Linked DNA regions of Ovis aries: region 2 is linked to region 1. A link is a contact called in public Hi-C data. All regions are on one chromosome and are shown on one strand. The core of a region is the stretch at or near the end of the contact, and the rest is flanking DNA. Distances in the headings are between cores, read along the strand shown.

Region 1 (6,668 bases), core at 1,373-3,872:
AGCCAAGGCGAGGCTAGGCCCCTCCTTTTAAAAGGCTCTGTGGAATTTAGACTTAAAACTTCATATGTATTTGGTTTGGGGCAAATGTGAAATCCCTGAACTTTCCCCAGGAAAATATTAGCTCCCTGGAACACACAGTGGGTCCTAACTCTCTGGACAGAAGTGTGTCTTGAGAGAGAAAAAAGAATCCAGCACCTTCCCATTTAGCCTCCTGGCTCGGTTTGGCCAGGAGAGAAAGATTGATGAAAACCCTGATTAGATCTGTCTCCATGGCCTCCAGCAGATTATTGGAAAGGCCTGAAAAAATCCTTTTGATACAGGGGGTAGAGGTTCCAGTGGACGGGGCAGGGGTGGGGTGGGGGGGGAAGGCTGAATCTTGCTGGCCCAAATGTGCCGGGATGCATATAAACAAGCAGCCGGTGGGGGTGGTGGGGGGAAGAATGAGCAAAGGCTGAGCATTTTTACAAGACTAGGCACCGAAATTCTCCTAAGGGAGACGGAACCTGGAACATTTAAAATAAGGCACTTCCATATGGGAAGAAGAGCCTGTAAACTCAGTGTGGTTGAGATTTCAGAAACAGAAATCCATGGCTAGGTTTTTCTAGGCAGGACTTGTATCCTCTGTTGGCAGTCAGGTTCCAAGCCTGACCCCTCTGCCGTGTGACTCTGGTCTGACGTTCATGTCAGGAAAACTCTAGGCTGTTTTTGCCGTCCTCCCTGCTAATGTTGACATTGGTAGGGAGAGAGGAAATCTGGATAAATAGAACTCTTTTCTTGGCGTTGTTAAAAATATTACTAAAAAGAGCAAAGGGTGTTTTCGGAGCTACATGGAAGCAAAGTCTTTCTTTGGAACTTTGAAAGCCTAGGTAGGTGGCTGGGTAAGCATTTTCTCGCAGCCTGTTTGTTTTAGCCTGTGGTGGTTTCTGATTAGCTTTAAGATTCTGATAGAGGGCACACACCCCCCCATCCCTCAGTGGCTCTCTCTCCTGATGCTGTCCTTTGTATCTTGTGATTGAAAACTTACACACCGTTAGGACTTTTCTGAAGATCACATTGTAGCTGGTCTACCAGGAGCTTTAAATTTTCTTGAAATTTTACTGTCAAAAGCAGAAGAACAGCTTTTCATCATTGAACTGGGAGGGGCAGTTTTGTTTGCCCCTTACGTTTTGTGCTTTCAGAAACTGAAATTGAGAACTCCAAGCAACTTGCCTGAAGTTATACCATTTAGTTAGTATGGCCTGATGCCTGGGTTATTATCACAACAAAAGCTGTGCCCCCAGAAGGAAATTTCGGTTCAGATTCTCTATAACTTTAAGAACATGGACAAATATATGGATTTTAGTAAAAACAGCTGATCAAGATAACCTCATCATTCTCAAGGGAATGTAACTTTGAGGAGACACATTTGGAATAACCTGATTTTACACGATAATACAAATTCCTTCTCTACTCTAGTGGGGGAGACTTTCCTATGTTGCATAAGCTATTTGAACATTTTCTAATTTAATACTTCTTATAATCGTAAAGACATTTGTGCTGTGCTCAGCCGCTTCATTGGTCTCCAACTCTTTGTGACACTGTGGTCTGTAGCCCACCAGGCTCCTCTGTCCATGGGGATTCTCCAGGCAAGAATAGTGGAGAGGGTTGCCATGCCCTCCTCCAGGGGATCTTCCCAACTCAGGGATCGAACCTGCATCTCCTGAGTCTCCTGCATTGCAGGCAGATTGTTGACCCACCGAGCCACCTGGGAAGTATACTTATTTGAGAATAAACACAAATTGGTTATGCAAGCCCTTCACACAGAGGGCTCCGTAGATGTAACTGATGCTGTCAGCCAAGGAAGGGTACGACAGAGCAGCGGAGATGGTCTCCATAGTGCTTTCTAGCTGACAGGCGCCTTTGCATACATGTTCAAACTGATCCTCTGGACAGTTTTGTAAAAGTAGGAAAAGCAGGCATAAGTACAACTGTTTTCCAGAAAAGAAAAACAAAGCTCAGAGATACAGAGTAACTCACCCAGCACAGGTGGGTGCTGAGTTGGGTCTCAAACCCAGGCTTTCACTCTAAGCCCGCGGTTCGTTTCATTACCCCCTGATACATGCATACACAGGTGACAGTGCCTTGTGGAGCAATCCCTGGTTTCTTTTCTTTCTAAGGCAGAAAGTATAGTGGCTACACTGCGCCTGCCCAGATGGTTTTTACTTCCTGGCTTGTTTTATTCTATTAGTGCTATTTACCTTCCATGGAGGGACTCAGCCTTTTAAAAATCATTAAAATGGGTTTTTGAGGTTATCCTCGTTTCTCCTTCACATCCTGAACTTGAGACCTAATGTTCCCCGTCTTTCCATTCAAAGGAGAAAAGGATTATTGTGATTGTTGGTGATGCCTCCCCAGGATGCCAGCATAAATGAAGGATGCTCTTTTTTTAAGAAAGAAAGAAAGAAAAAATGCAGTTTAGCAGTGTTCTTGGTTCTTTTTACTCTTTTAACACTGCATCTACTTTTAAAGATATTTGTTTGTTTCCGTGTGAAACACTAGGTGGCAGAATTACTACACCACATAGCACGATAGCCTTTGTTTCTTGCTGCTCTTGGAGCAGGGACCCGAGCTGTGAGGCATAAACCATCTGTGGTTGCAGGAGATTGGACCAACCAACCTGGCCAATATTTTCTTGACAGGGAGCTGGCTGCAGTGATTCTAAAACATATGCTTCCAAGATACTGTCTTTAAGGTTTCCCTCTTTCCTTTTTTTTCCAGCTCCCCAGCATTTTAATTTCTATGCCCCATTGCATCCATGTAGACAGGGCCTGCAGGCAGCTGCTGTGAAATGGCAAATCTAGATGGACGCACCCAGTGGCGCTGGCACTCTTGCCCTTGTGTGCCAGTGGGTCAGGGAGGGTCTGGGGAAAAGAGGCCTGAGCCCTTGTCCCCAAGTGGTGTCGGCGGGTGTGGCCGAGGGGCAGCAGGGGCCAAGCTGGACCAAGCTTGAAAATGCTGCCCTCATTAACTCAGGTATACAGAAGGGCTTTGGTTTTGAAAGAACAGCCTGATCTTGGTTCAGCTGTTTAGCGGGTTTAGAAATGCTGCCACGTGCTCTGTGGGACCCTGCCTCTGTTTCTTCCCCCTGATGCTGCTCTGCCCGAGTCGCAGTGCTGGAAGTGTCTGCTGCCCTGAGCCCCTCCTGAGCCACAGGATGTGCTGTGCTAAACGGAGCTGCTCTGGCGTTGTCCTTTCACGTTGTAAAGGGGATGAGCTTGGGGGTGCAGAAATACTTCTTCGGATTTTTTGCTGAAAAAGAATATCGTTGTAACAAAACAATCCATATTTAAGTCTAGCGATAGCACTCTAAGTATACTCTACCTCAAGGCATCCCAATGAAACCAAGTCTGAATGTGTAAAATGGATCAAACAGAAAGGTCTTATTTTAATTATAAAAGCATTCCTTACAACTGGAGCCACAATCGGATTTTCATTAAATAGCATGCTTCCTGATGTGAATTGTAAATGATTCCATTTACAAAAGCGAAGAAAAAAGAAGTATTTAAACCTTGACTTTTCAGGAACCCACTTGTTGCATGAACTGGACTACAGTTTACCGTACTTCCACCACACCCTACTCTACTTTCCAACTGGGAATCTCAGGGTATTTTTAGCTTATAGCTGAGGGTGCCGGCCCTGACTTGAGTTTTCAGGGAAGACATTGGTGACGTGAAGGCTCCTTGTTGATGGGACCCAGGTGAGTCACAGTAATCAGGGCAAGCCTGCAGCTTAGGGATTTGGGGGTTTTGTTTGTTTGTTCGCCCTCCAGAGATGCCACTTGTTCATAAAGAATAAACTATGTGACTTTTGAGAATACCTGAAACAACGTACATAAATCAGGCCACGGATATCCATCTCAGGCCACCACCGTGGGGAGGCTTTGAAGCTCAAAGAGGGTTGTGAGACCTTCTTGTTTGTTAAGAATGAAATGTCATAAAAATTCCAAAGCAAGACTCAAATTTCCAGGGGGAAGGGACCTCTTTATTGTTTCCTCTAATAGCTGCTTTGGTGCTTTAGTGAATAAATGTGTTGCTCAAAATAACCCGAGATGCAGCCTCGGAACTATAGCCTGGCTTGGCTCCACTTTTGTACTGAGCATCCATTCTGAATTATTTATTTATGATCGTTTCGCTATTTTCATCACTCCTCGCTACCCCCTCTCCCCACTCCCTGCCACCATTTGTCCTGTGTTTTATTCTCATACCCTTCAATTAAGTGATATCTTCTGCTCTGAGGACAACAGCAAATGTGTCTCTGCGTGTTTATGTGGGATCCTCAGTACGCAGGCCATGCTTTTAAGTTTCTGGAATAGAACAATGACAGAAATGAGTCATGGCTTGTTTCCATGTTTGCTTCTGAGTCAAGAAACTTAGTTTTCCCATTATAATGCTCAAGATGCAGAGACATAACCAAAATGTAGTCAGCTCCTTTCATCAGATGTTTTTGAATCATACAGAATTCTCTAGATTTGTATTTCCAAAATGAAAAAAGCACAGTGGCCATGGTTTTATTATTTTTTGTCCATAGGGAGAAAAGCCTTACCCAAAATAGGCCAGATCTTCCCCCAAATTTTCTCCAGCAACAGGCCTTGAGGGTATGCCCAAGGTTGGTCATAACCTTAGGATGACCAGCCTTCACTGAGGGCCTTATACATGTATTTAAATAACATCTTAAAACCGGAGACCTGAGGGACTGGGATCTAATAGTAAGAAAATAATGAGATACAACTGAGGATTACGGGGCATTTGTGGGGCAAGGGTAGAATATTGGCAAAACAAAACAGGAGGGGCGAGCTAGGGGCCCAGCCCCAGTGCAGTGGCTGGACTGTGGCAAAGGGTGACCAGAGGCTCTGGCGCCTCCCCCTTCATGGATACAAGCCAGAGATGTCAGTTTGCCTTGATTTTCAAACATAATAAAGCCAAGTAATGTTCTTGAGTGTCAGTTCATGGATATCTCCAGTGCAGCCTCATAACTTATATTAATTGGGAGGAAAATGCTTCCAGAGAAAAGAGAGATGCTGGGAGAAAAAAAAAAAAAGTGTGTCTTTGACTAGTTGTCACAGCCCTGCTGTTTGCAGTCACTGACGAGCCCTTGGTTCTTATATGACGGATCCTGAAGAAAAGTAATTCATCTTCTCTCTGCTGTACCTTTCAAGGAGGACATTTTTTTTCCCTTTCTTAGAGACAGATTATGTTTATGGACAGGACATCACTGGCAGTGGCCGGTGGGCTCAGAATCTTTGCAGGGTATAATTTACTATTCTGCTCCTCCCTCCTAAGTGTGTGCACCACGAGAAGCTCCATCCCATTAAAATTCCTTCTTAAAAGCATAAGGTGAAAGAGCCAAGCATGTGTTTTTTTGTTTTTTAAAGGGAGTGTAGCTGCAAAAGGGGAGAGGACCCTGGCCTTTTCTCTTTAAAATGCTAGTAAATAGCTTAAAACCTATGGAAGCTTTTGGAGGAATGTGAAGGAGTTGTCATTTGACTCTAATGTTAGAAAAACAAAAAAAGTTTTAAGAAGACACTTTTCCATGATGGACTCTCTTCTCTGAAGTGTCCTGTGAGCACCACATCAGTTCCTCCATGTACACCAGCTCACTTCAGTTGCCTCCATGACTGCTGGACCCAACAACTTTGCTCATTTTCCTACTGAATTTTTCCTTCAGACTTTAGGTCTGTACTTTTTTCAGCTCCATCCTTATAAAAGTGTGAAGTACTGTTTTTGATGACAAGAAAGAATGATGCTGTTTAAAAATGAGATGCTAATATATTTATGTACAAATTCTTCATTTTCTAATGTTAGAGGAAAACCACCAGTGTCTGTTGTGACTGAATGCCATTCTCACTCAGCTATGTTGCCTTAGGCTCATGCCCATAAAGATGGACCTGGGAAGCCTTCACAACCTGAAAGGCTCAGGAAAGAACTGGCTTTTATCGAGAATTTAGAAGGAGTGTCTTTCATAGCCAATAGCTTTCCTTTCTGAGTCTCTTATTTCTAAGAGGTCTTTTGCAGCTTCTACAAAAGAGAGAGGGCTCAAATTCGTGAAGGAATTGAATATACCTATAGTCAAGCAGGGCTTCACTCGTGGCTCACCTGGTGAAGAATCCGCTTGCACTGTGGGAGACCTGGGTTCCCTGATAGCTCAGTTGGTAAGGAATCTGCCTGCAATTCAGGAGACCTTGGTTCGATTCCTGGGTCGGGAAGATCTGCTAGAGAAGGGAAAGGCTGCCCATTCCAGTGTTCTGGCCTAGAGAATGCCATGGACTGTATAATCCATGGGTCGCAGAGTCGCACATGACTGAGCGACTTTTACTTTCACAGGCAAGCAGCTAAAACTTGAAAACAGCAAAATAAAGGTGTGTGTTCAATTGTGTCCGACTCTTTTGCAACCGCATGGACTATAGCCTGCCAGGCTCCTCTATCCGTGGAATTTCCTAGGCCAGAATACTGGAGTGGGGTACCATTTCCTACTACAGCGGATCTTCCCAACCCAGGGATCGAATCATCGTCTCTTGTGTCTCCTGCATTAGCAGGCAGATTCCTTACGACTAGTGCCACCTGGAAAGCAAATTGTAGTCTAAAAAAAATTGTTTATTGTATTTTAGCTGTGGACATTTTGAGCTTCAGACC
Region 2 (6,780 bases), core at 3,078-5,577, 380 kb after region 1:
TGGTGGGACACATGTGAGCATCTCGGCCAGGAAAATCAAGTCAGTGTCGTGTGGGTCCTGCTTGATCTCCCAAGAAGCAGACGACTGGAACATCCAGGACCCTGGGCAATTTCATTCCCAGGTGAGTCTCCCTCCTCTAGCCCCATTATCCCTGTTGATTTTTCTAAGTAAAAACCACTCCTGCTACGTCAGTCAGGACCTTGCAGATAACTGCACATCCACAGCCTACCCATGCCTTGAGGGAAGTGCATACAACAGGGGCCAACAATTCCTGAGCACCCAACAGGCACCAGCCATAGAGCAGAATGCTTACTTTGCTAGCAGGATCTCACAGAATCCCCAGGCAACCCACAGATGAAGAATATCACTATTCTTTTACTGATGAGGAACTCGAGGTTCAGAGAAGTTAGGCAACTCGCACAAGATCACACAGCAAATAAGAGATAAAGTTGGGGCTCGAACTCAGATTGTGAAGCACCAGAACTTCCAGGTCTCGTTAGAAGACTGAGGTATAGTGAGGAGGCACCCTGAGCAAGCACCAAGTGCTGCAGAAGCAGCCCTGCATCTCCACCATGGACCCTGGCATCCATACAAGTCCATAGGTGAGCCTGGGGAGTCCTGCGGGCTCACATCTTTGTGGGGCTTGCTTCCATCCAGGCAGTTGTAACCTCCTTGGCAGCCATGATAAAAGACATCAGCAATCACATGTGAAAGAGCAAAAGCCAAGCCACAAAGCACATTGTGTTGCTGTTCCAACTGTTATTCTCCAAGTTTATCCAGGGGAATGGCTTGACAAATCTGCCAGTGTTAGGAAGGGTAGGAATTAAATAAGATCCTACTTCACGATGTCCACCAGGGCATGGAAGAGACAAATGCACGTGGAGCAATTAGCAGGAATACAAGGTTTTTGTGCTGCGTGCCAAGGTGGCATTGGGAGCACACAGGGGAACGGTAAAGACTTATATTAGAGCCCCTCGAAGTGAAGGGCTCCTTCACTACCGCAAGCGACTCCTCTCTGTCTTCCCTCTCCATCCAGCATTTTGTTGTTGTTCAGTTTCCAAGTCGTGTCTGACTCTTTTGGACCCCATGGACTACAGCACACCAGGCTTCCCTGTCCTCCACTGTCTCCTGGAGTTGGCTCAAGTTCAAGTGCAATGAATCGGTGATGCTAGCTAACCATCTAACCCTCTGCCGCCCTCTTCTCCTTTTGCCTTCCGTCTCTCCCAGCATCAAGGTCTTTTTTTATGAGTCGGCTCTTTGCATCACATGGCCACAGTATTGGAGCTTCAGCTTCAGCATCAGTCCTTCCAAGGAATATTCAGGGTTGATTTCCTTTAGGATTTCCTTTAGGATTGATCTCCTTGCTGTCCAAAGGACTCTCAAGAGTCTTCTCTAGTATCACAATTCGAAAGCATCAATTTCTCAGTGCTCAGCCTTTTTTATGGTCTAATTCTCACATCCATACATGACTACTGGAAAAACCATACCTTTGACTATATAGACCTTTGTTGGCAAAGTGATGTCTTGACTCTTTAATACACTGTCTAGGTTTACCGTAGCTTTTCTTCCAAGAAGCAAGCATCCTCTCATTCCCTGGCTGCTTTCGCCATCCGCAGTGATTCAGCGCCCAAGAAAAGAAAATCTGTCACTTCTACTTTTTCCCTTTCTATCTGCCATGAAGTGATGAGACTAGATGTCATGATCTTAGTTTTTTAAACGTTGAGTTTTAAACCAGCTTTTTCACTCTCCAGCATTTTATCCCCATTCAATTACCAATTGCTACAGAACAGACTACCCTCAAACTCAGCAACTTAAAATAATTTATTACTATCCCTTACATCCCTGCTGATTGAGCTCAGCTGGCTGGCTCTCACTCAGAATCTCTTGCAGTTAGAGTCAAATGGCGGCCCCTGTTAGAGTCATCTGAAGGCTCTACTGAGCTAGACAGCCACGTGATCCTCACTCACAAGCTGGCAGTGACATGAATGCTGGTGGAGAGTTCAGCTAGGGTTCTTGACAAGAGAACCTCTACCTCTGGCCTTTCCGTGTAGCCTGGACTTCTTACAGGATGGTGACTGGTTTCTAGAGGTAGCGTGTCAGGACTGAAGGTTCTAAGAGACGCAGACAGAGATCACAAGGTTCTCATGACCAAGTCTTAACAGTTCCAGGATGTCACTCCCACCATATTCTAATGGTCAAGCAAGTCTCTATGGTCCGCCTAGATTCAAGAGGTGAGAAGCAGCATACCAACCCTAGCCCGAAAATGGTTGAGGGCTGCCATTTTGGAAACCGTCTACCACAATGTCCTGCAGATAAAGATAAAATTCTTTTATTGAGCTGGGAGAGGGAGAGGAAATGAGCTCTGGGCTAAGGAAGTCGAGAGGAAAGAGACTTTGTCCCTGTGTCCAGAGAAGATACTTGGCCAAGTCCCTCCCCACACTGTTCTCTTACCTCACATCCCAAGGTACATTCTTAGATTGTCCTAGACTCAGAACGTGAGGGAGAGTGGAAAAAAACCACTGACATCATCCTAACTAAGCAGCCTTCATCTGAGAATGAGTCTGCTACGTGACTGTTGCCACAAAACTGTTTTATCTGCCCTTGCTGCAGCGTGGCCTTTAAGGGACACAATCTGGTGCCAGTGACATCCCAGCAGTGGTTGCCCTGGAGACCCAGGGGTCAAGGATGATGAGGGAGTGTGTTGCCAAGATGACCTCACATAGAAATCTCTTTGCTTTCTTGTGACCACCTGGTAACTGAGCTACAAAGGAAAGAGAAAAAGCCATAAATTCCTCAGATGCATGTTCACAGGCAGAGCAGAGAGCTAAAGCAGAGTCCCGGCACAGAAGTTATGAGATACCACACTGATGCCTTCCATTCCCCCTGACTTACTCTGATGGAGCCTCCATCTAACCTGCGTTATTCTGAAGGCTCTGGGATCACCTGGTGCCTTTCCCATTCATCTGGATAATTCAAGCATAATAACTCACAGTTCTAAGTCTGCAGTTAGCTTCTCCCAGCCTCTGCCTGACACTCCCCCATTACGGGGGTGGGGGGAAGGGAGGAAATCATTGCCAGTATACAGCAGGATGGGGTATTTTGTGCACCCAATCCCCACTAAGTCATTCCTAGTCTATCTTAGCTGGGAGACTTCTTCAATAATCTTCCTCTCAAGCAACAAAATATTTAATAATTAATATCTTTCTTCCTCTTCTATCTCAGAAACTCCAGCGCATTGATTGCATGAATTATATTTCTTGGTTCGTGACCCAATCTTATCTTTGTACCATGCACACTCCACTTCTACTTAGTTATTTTAAAAATATATTTATATATATAAACATCGGCCAGCCCACAACCCGAAACAAAAGCCAGGGCCTTGACAATAACCAACATATCTTTCAAATCCCAAGTGGCAGTAAACAGGAAAATAAAACAGCCAGTCACCCAGCATACACAAAACAGAAGAACTAGGCCTTTAAAAAGGTTTCGCTAGCGCCTGAAGAAGGCGTCTTTTCGAAATGCCTCGATTTTTACATGGCCCAAGCGTCCCATTAAATCCCGGTCATTTAAAATCTGGGTTCCCAACTGGTATATCATTTTATTTTAATGATCTGTGCTTCCTATAGAAACACGGAAAACGACTATTTCTTTTTTCAATTAAACGTGTAACGGCCAGCAGATGAAAGCCAGCTTCTCTCTCCGCCGACCCCGGGGAGCGGCCCGGGAAGGGGTTAATGAAGGCTCCGCGGACCGGGATGGAAAACTCTGGGTAACCCGAGCGCGGCCGGTCCGCTGGGCGCATGCGCTGGGGCAGCACTTTGCGCGCCCGCCTGCAGCTCCCCGCTCCAGGCTGCTTGGTACACAAAGACCTGCTTTGTTCCCTCGGCTCTGTTTTAAATATCTGACGGTTATTCCCCCCATCCCTGCGCCAAATCCCCGGCCTGGCTGCAGGCGCGGCACAAGGGCGCATTGTGGGGCCGAGCGAGGGGAGAAGGGGGCTGGGGGCGGCCGCCCCGATGGGGACGCTCGTGTTTCGCCAAGTTGACTCAGCCTTTTGGGTCACCTGGGTTGTGTCGTGGGGGGTGGGTGAAGAGGAAGAGGCGAGGGGCGGGGGTGGTGGTGGGGTGGTAGTGTCTCATCGTCTTTTTTTTTCAAGTCCCAGACGTAAAGATCGGAACCTGGGGACCCTGGGAATGAGCAGAATCCAAAGTTTCCAACGCAGGCCCCGGGAGGAGGTGCTGAGGTTTCAGCCGAACCACTGGGGTGGCTGGCCGGCCCTGCCCCAGCCCCGGGGCTGCCAGGAAGGCCACGAATCCGCGAAGCCAGACGCTGGGTTTCTTATCTCTCCATCGCTGTATATTTAGAAAGTGCCGATCACTCAGACACTTTGAAAAGCGTGGCATTCCAGCGCAAACCAACCCGAACGAGGGGAGGGGGAGGGAGGTGGGGGGCGGTGATGCCTTCTTCCTCCAAGCTGGGGGCCCAGAGGCGCTCCAGAATAGGCACTACCCTGGTCTTTCTGCACCCCAGCTTTCAGGCCCTCGAGGTGCCCCGCTCAGTTTTAGGAATAGACCCCTCGGGGAAATCGTACCCGCCCCGGCGAGGCTTCTCCCTCCCACGGGCAGGTAGTGAAGACTGGGATGGGGTTCAAACAAAAGTAGGCTTTCAGCTCGCTGGCTAGCTGGCCCTGCCCCACCCCCGCCCCTCCCTTGTCTTGCTGGCGCTCCCTGCAGACTCCCAGGTAGTTTTTCTTCCCAGCTCAGGTATTTGTTTACCTGCTGAGAAGGAGGAGTTCTTGTGTTCTGGGAGGTTTGCAAAACGCCAGTCAAAAACCCACTTCTCTTTCCCATTTTCTTCTTTTAATGACAGGGAAAACATTGCCTTTCAGACCAAGTCTTGGAAACTTAAAGCAAAACACAAAATGTGGGCCTTAGCAATTCTGAAAAGTGAGCTTGGTCTTAAGTTTGTGACCAAAGCCCCCAAGACCCCTCAGAGTCTGGGAAGGAAATTGTGACCCTTCCACAGGGCAGGTGAAGGAGGAGGAACTGGCTCAGAGGATTTGATTCAGAAGCAAAGGGTGCTGTGATCTCGATGTGGCTGTTCTAGGCCTGACTGGGAGCCCCCAAAACCCCTTTCATGGTTTGTTACGAATTTCAGGGTGGGTCTCACAATGCCTTGGTCACATTCCTCAGATGTGAAGACCAGAAATATTTCCTGAGATTTATTTTTTTAGAATCATGCTTTATAATTTTCACATTTCACATGTTATCTCAGTTCACCAATACTCTTGAGTGTTAGAGCTCATGCAAACCAACCCTCTAACTTTGCGATTGAGAGAAGTCGTCCAGAGCCATTCAGAAAGACAAGGCAGAGGCCTGGAGGTCAAGTCTCCTACAGGCACCGCTGGTTTCTTTCCCCTCTGAGGTGCCAGATAGTCGTGGGCTAAAAGACCAGGGTTTCACCTACCACTTCCTCCAAAAGTCCTTTCCAAATGAAGTATTCTAATTCAAGGATAAGAAGCTTTGAGAAAAGATTCTTGAGTGTCAGGCAGCTCTGATGAGTGTCTAGGACTCACTCTTCAGTGTATCCCCTAGAACTGCTGCTGAGTTTGCAAGGACCACACTAGGTTCAAGCCTAGAGATGTAAGTCACACTATGCTGCCAGGGTTGCTAAGTGGCAGAGAAACCCTGGGTGTCTGTTTCCAGGCACTCTTCGGTCTGCTGAGGAATGTCTTCAAGCAACATGGAGTGTCCTTCCATCACTCTGTTTGCCAGTAAGCCCCATATCTCTGGAGGTGATAGCAGGCCCCTGCCACCAGCAGTCCAGCCTGCCATGAGTTGTATGGAAAAGTGATACCTAGAACTTGACTCCTGGTGATGAGTGTATAGAATCACTCCAGCTGTAAAATAGGATAGGGGTCCCTACAGTCCCCTTCCGCTCATGTACCTGCAGCCTCAGAGATGTCAGAATGTTTGCTGGAGCATATCTGTGATGTCATACAAACCGCTTGGAGAAAAACCATCACCAACCTCACTGCATGGCAGTGCCTGCCCTTTGGGGCAGAAGGTGGCAGGATTTATATCCCCACTGAGCTTCAGAGGGTGGGGTCATTCCTGATGACCCTTAGTTTGTATTTCTGACTTTGGTACCGCCCTCTTTTTCTGTACATTCAACACTGGCCCATACCACCTCTAGCCCTCACCTCACCCCCTCCTCCTTGAGCCAAATGTTGGTTTCAAGCTTTCCCAGGTTGGCGGATGAACTAACATTTCAAGCCATCCCATGGAAACACAGCCTGGCAGCCAACAGTTCAATTTCAGCAGTGTCACCTTTTGACCATTCAGCAATGTTTGTGCACATATTTAAATATTTTATTGCATTTCAACCTTATTATTTTATAATAATGAGTGGAAAATGGAAAAATGAAGTGCTGATGCTAGTGATAAGAAGTGCAGGTCTCATAAACCTAATATAATTGAGACAAAGATGGAAATCATTAGGCATGCCGAACATGAGGAATATTTAGCTTCAATCAACTGCACACTGGATGTGAGCCAGTCAACTGTGTGTTCAATCGTGAAGGAAAAGAATAAAAGATTATATATGAAATTCTGAACATACAAGGTCAAAGATTCTATCTAAAGGTGGTGTGTTTGAGGATTTACCATATTTCTTCAATTCTAAACCTACACTGATTTCATAACAGATTTTCTGAGCTGGGGTGAGGGAGATGCCGTGAGACTGGAAATCCAGAAAATAGAGTGATAATATTTTCTA

What was found. Hi-C and Micro-C count contacts between places; a contact is called where the count stands out from the background.
Region 2: a contact with region 1 is called in a Hi-C map of hypothalamus, with 3 times the contacts expected there. The contact joins two enhancer-like sites. A contact is called at or near these places in 3 of 16 Hi-C or Micro-C datasets (hypothalamus, liver and skin fibroblasts).

What each region holds. Positions count from the first base shown.
Region 1 is chr7:78,144,534-78,151,201 of ARS-UI_Ramb_v3.0, forward strand. The region is part of intron 7 of RAD51B (RAD51 paralog B); the gene reads left to right. Among named protein-coding and RNA genes, the nearest start is that of RAD51B, 390 kb to the left of the region's middle. Within about 2 kb of position 2,623, at least 29 of the 54 cell types and tissues checked have an H3K27ac peak or open chromatin away from gene starts, as enhancers often do. A contact at or near this core is called in hypothalamus and liver, where this site is marked.
Region 2 is chr7:78,524,339-78,531,118 of ARS-UI_Ramb_v3.0, forward strand. No RefSeq gene overlaps it. Among named protein-coding and RNA genes, the nearest start is that of ZFP36L1, 180 kb to the right of the region's middle. Within about 2 kb of position 4,328, at least 26 of the 54 cell types and tissues checked have an H3K27ac peak or open chromatin away from gene starts, as enhancers often do. A contact at or near this core is called in hypothalamus and liver, where this site is marked.